Regions from separate parts of the Rattus norvegicus genome. Here region 2 is linked to region 1. The links are chromatin contacts, called in public Hi-C maps. All regions are on one chromosome and are shown on one strand. The core of a region is the stretch at or near the end of the contact, and the rest is flanking DNA. Distances in the headings are between cores, read along the strand shown.

Evidence for each region. A called contact is a pair of places that touch in the nucleus more often than the background predicts.
Region 2: a Hi-C map of the A7r5 cell line shows a contact between it and region 1, with 4 times the contacts expected there. The contact joins the enhancer-like site here to the promoter of Cct8 in region 1. A contact is called at or near these places in 7 of 12 Hi-C or Micro-C datasets (the A7r5 cell line, the Rat2 cell line, Schwann cells and 3 more).

Annotation. Positions count from the first base shown.
Region 1 is chr11:40,207,027-40,209,601 of GRCr8, reverse strand. Cct8 (chaperonin containing TCP1 subunit 8) reads left to right here and starts at 1,274. Exons shown (of 15, transcript NM_001105897.2): 1 at 1,274-1,460. The coding sequence starts at 1,401.
Region 2 is chr11:40,301,400-40,303,974 of GRCr8, reverse strand. All of the region lies in intron 3 of Map3k7cl (MAP3K7 C-terminal like), which reads right to left. Among named protein-coding and RNA genes, the nearest start is that of Map3k7cl, 25 kb to the right of the region's middle. Within about 2 kb of position 1,299, at least 44 of the 93 cell types and tissues checked have an H3K27ac peak or open chromatin away from gene starts, as enhancers often do. A contact at or near this core is called in the A7r5 cell line, Schwann cells, kidney and 1 more, where this site is marked.

The sequences.
Region 1 (2,575 bases), core at 25-2,524:
CATAAATATTAAAACAGAACAGTGAACATTAGAGGGTAACATAATATCATTGAAAATATCTTTTTTTTAAGGAGTGACATTTACAAGTTTTTTTTCCCAAATATTTTATATGTGGCTTAATGGAAGACAAAAGGTATAAGAGGCTCCTTGTTCTTTTCACATTCATACTGTGAAATACTGAACGCCCTGTAGGCCTTCAGAACGCCCCACAGGAAGAGAGGAGTCTCCTCTGTATTAGTATGGAAATACTTCCATAGTAATGGACCCTGAGAGTGTTGGAGAGCCTCAGAGGTGTCCAAACAAGTCTTTGAGAACCACTGACCTTTTGCACTGTCTTCCAATACAGATGGCTCACTTACCTTGTCGTCTTAGGTGACAAGAAAGTATTATTTTTATGGTTACATATTTTAAATGCTTATTAGAAAAAAATTGCAACTGATCATACACTTGAAATTATGAATCTGTCCCAATTTAAAGAAAACTTTAATTTCTGTATGTCCAAAGACTCACCAAAATGTTTCGTAGTTTTCTGCAAGGGCGGGAGATGCTTCCATTTTTTGTATTTTTTTATTGTAAGACTTTTACCTTCTCTGTGAAACGGTTCTATTTACATTAACTCCGTCGATTTGGAAAGATATAGCAGTGGCATGTGGGGGAGTAGAGGGGATTTTTTTTTTATACATACAAAGGGTTAAATATGCACACTTTGCAATCTGTCAACCTGAGGTAGAAATCATCCTTCAATATTTATTGGCTCGGTGACCTCTGGTGTATCACTTAAATTGTGGATGTCAATATTCAGTCTTACATTTGACCAGTAACAAAGATAACTACACTTAAGCAAACCACTTAGATCTGCCACACACGTGCACTCCACAAGTTGCAACCCTCGTTACTATTTCAGTTATCACCTTCGAATCTTCAGGGCTTCCTACAGTGCCCAACGGACACACGGAGGACCACCATTGGTAGTTTGCAAGGACGAGGGCAGGTGAGCATAGAGAAGAAAAGGCTACCTTGTCCCGGTGCTAGATCTGCAGGAGTAGTGCAAATGAAGGTTAATAAGTGGGGTGCCCACCTCAGAAATGTCACAAGCCAAACCTTCCAACCAGAGTTTGCTAATTAACTTAGGACAAGGGACACGAATCAGGCCTGCGAACCGAGATCGGCCTAATCGTTCGATTTAATCGGAGATCGGCAGATTGGGTCTGTCTGCTGGAACCTCTCTATGGAGCTCACTCTCGTTCTCGCGATACTTCAGATGAGATGATGGGTGAAGGGGCGGGGCGACCGGCCATAGAAGACCGTGAGGCAGCGCAAAGGCACCTTCCCAGCAGGCTTTGCGCGGGGCACCTTGCTTCCTTGGAGCGAGCGCGTGAGCGGTTGATTGCGGGCTAGCCATGGCGCTTCACGTCCCCAAGGCCCCGGGCTTTGCCCAGATGCTCAAAGATGGAGCAAAAGTAGGTGGCATAGAGAGTTTGTGCGGTGGGAGGGCGGGCCCGCGCTGTGGCGCCCGCGAAAGGCCTGCAAACGTGCGACCGCGCCGCGATCCGGGATAGAGAAGGTTCTAGAAAGGGAGCTGTGCTCTGGATGCCCGGTCGCTGAAACCCGTGGGCATTTCTGTTATTGCCCCAGCGAGGTTGGCCGGAGGGAACAGGACAAGGCTAGGGGTTTGCGTCCCAGCTCTGCATGTGTCCGTGGGATGGAGCCCAGGGGCCCCGCCCTTAACGGGAGCTGGCGATGCAGTTAATGAGTTTGGACAGAATTGATAACCGGTTGTTTTGGGGTCCGGACTTGTAGGGTGGAAGTGACAGGAGTCCGGCATAGTAACCTTTGAGCCTGCTCTTGGTTGCTTCCTTCCAAAAGGTAATCATGGACCATCCAGAGACATCCAATCCCAACTGTTTTACTGAAAACCCACCTCTGGAAGTTGTGTTTCCTTTATCTTTTCTGAATTGAGGAGACCGAGCCAAAGGCTGTTACTGTCTTTTCATCCTGACTGTCCGATTTCGTAGCCTACAGGATAAGTGAAGCCCCAGGACAGGTCAAATAGTGTTATCCCTTAGAACACAGTTTCAGGAGTGTTTTTATTTTATTTATTTATTTATTTATTTATTTATTTTTGTCAACGGTCACACTGCTTATGGAGTGATTTGTCTCGAGATGCTCAAGCTACCAGAAAACTTTGCTTTGACTTCCATATTTCTGGAACTTGTAGAAAAAGATAAATGCATTGAATTTAAGGTCTTCGGGGAAATAGAGGGTCCTTAACAGTTTAGAGGGCTAGCTTCTCTTTGTAGTGATAAGTTGGCACACTAAATGGATGTCAGGATTTAATGTAAGTTAGTAAGTTCTGGAAATGATACTGCTTCCCATTTGAGGGGTCTTTTTCTCCTTCACTCAGACTGAGGAAATGATATTTAAAGGATTTCTCTGGAAGGCTAGCACTTAAGCACAGAGATACTGTATGTAAATCAGTACTGAGGGGACCATGATGAAGATACATTTAAGTCCCCTCCAAAAGATTTCAGGTTAAAGGCTAGTACTAATAGGTTGGGATTGTAGATTAATGGTG
Region 2 (2,575 bases), core at 50-2,549, 94 kb before region 1:
ACACCGAGGCAGGAATATGGTGTCTGGAAAAAAAAAGAAAGAAAAAAGAAAGAAAGAAAAGAACAAGTCTTTGGGGTTGATCAATTCCAAGTTCTAACTTGTTATGAAAACTAGAAAATTCATGGCTCTGGAGACGAGCACGTGGAGGAGAGGGGAGTCACTTGTCCTTGCCAACTGCCCAGCTTTGAGGAACTCTGAAATAGAATATTATGTCATCTTGGCCAAAACTGGTGGCCATCACGACAGTGGCAAGGGTATTGAATGAACACAGCCCGTGGGAGATACTATAGCGGGAGCACACTGGCTGTCTCTGATATAGGTGATCCCCATGTTGTTAGAAACACGTCAGCACGGACTGGGGGAAAGTAAACCAGAAGTCTTAGTGAAAATTTGCCAGGGCGTTTTTAAAAAACAAATACATATATAAAATATAAAAAGCAAAACAAAACTTCCACTAGGCTTAAGTAATGGAACATTTAAACCCAGGTACATATGATTTAAATTGGTTTGCAATCCTGCTTAACACATGCTCGACTAAAGTATAATTTACAAGGATTCCTAGTATAGCTAGAGAGAAAACATTAACATTTGGGAGTGAAGGTATCACCTTCTTCCAGGTATGGTGCACACCTGAAGTCCCAGTCCTTGAAGGACAGACAACTGACAGTTCAAAACCATCGCCAGCTCCAAACTGCTATATCGTAAGACTACTTCAAAAAGCAAAACAGAGCAAAGAAAGATCAAAACAACGATAAAGAGGACGTTGTTCTGATTCCCAACGCTCGATTTAAACTATTCCCTTTAGAGAAATTTTCACTAATGCCCTAGGCTGGGTGTGGGGGAGCAGTGAATAAGCTTCATGTTTGTGTTTTCTCCTGACATCAGGAGACTCTGCCCTTGGCTGTCACTTCCTACAATTTGAGGCCCTTAGTCCTCACTCTCTTCAAAGGAGTGGTGCTGATGCCAAAGAGACGCAGCTCTCCCTGCAGCACTCGCCTCGGGTTCAGTCTCTGGCAGTCCACCCCCGACCCCCACCACCAAAAGCAATTGTTCAAGATTCTAGAACGTAAGAGTCAGTGTTTTCACAGAAACTGCCTTTCAGTCCCACTCTGAGGGAAGGTCTGAGGGAGTTCAAAGGGAGTAAATAAAGACGTTCTTGCAGCCTCACTTCAAGCCAAATTTGAGACACAGTTTCCCAAGGCACAGACCGGGGGCTTGGATGAGGTCAGAGCCCAGGGTGGTGACTTCCTGTTCACCCCCTTTCCTGAGAGGATAGAGCTTACAACGGCTTTAAGTTACACCGCAGAGTCCGGGAGCCGTTACAACCTCTGGTATCCTGCCCAATCACCAGGACTAATTTAACACGGTGAAGTAAGAGAAACCAAACCGCAGGCTCCCGTTCCAAGAATTTGGCTTGAACCGCAGCGGGCCATCTCCTCGGTTCACAGCCTCCAGAAGTGTATCCCATCCTTTGGAAAAGAGCCCGTGAGAAAGCACGCTGCCAAGCACCCCTCAGTGAGGGACAAAGCAGGCTTAGGCTTAAGCGTTTCCGTTTTCTGCTTGGCTACTTCAGAAACTACTGGCCCTGTCCACTTCAAAAACGCAAGAATTAAATTCTTCTACCCCAGCTTCCCACACAGAAGATATATTTAGGAAGACAAACATTCTACAGTGGTTGAGAGGAGTTTGTATTTATTCCTTGATTCTCGGGATTACCTACTTGGTAGGAGAACAGAGGTCACGCTCCAGTTTAATGTCCCTCAAAATTAACAAACACAATCTACTGAAACAAAGGGGAAAAAATAGTCCAGATTGACGAAAGGAAGATCTAGAGTACAGCCAATTATGACCATTCAATTTTTTACTATTTTAGGACTTTAAGGATTTGGAGAAATACAGTAACTGACACTTCTGTAACACATATGGTACAGTCCTAGTAACTGCTGGAATGTATACTGTGTAACTTACACAGTATATGGCTTAGAGTAAAACATATTGATGTCCTTTCTGTTGCTCCAAAGACTATAAAAGAGAAATGTATTTCAAGAATTCCCAGACTCTTCCCACAGTTGTTCCAAATGGTGATGTTGTGTATATCCTAACGACCACTGACTGGGTTTTTAAAACATTGTTTTCACAGGGCTGGAGCATAGTTACGAGCCCTGGCTGTTCTTCTGGAGGTCCTGAGTTCAATTTCTAGCAACCTCATGATGGTTTACAACCATCTGTAATGGGTCCTGATGCCCTCTTCTGGCATGCAGGTGTACATGCAGATAGAGAACTCATAAATATTACTTGTGCAAAGTTCCAAAATCTCTCAATCATCTCTCTCTCTCTCTCTCTCTCTCTCTATATATATATATATATATATATATATATATATATATATACATATATATATCTCAATATGTTATATATTACTAGCCATTCAGAAAAAATATATTTATATAAGGTTATATTTTCTGAATGGCCACGAAGACTCGTTTATGCAGACAAGAGAGAAATGCTGGCCATTTTCAGTAACCTCAGTCTTTTCTGACCACAGTTCCAGGAAGGTATCGAAGATGTCATGTCC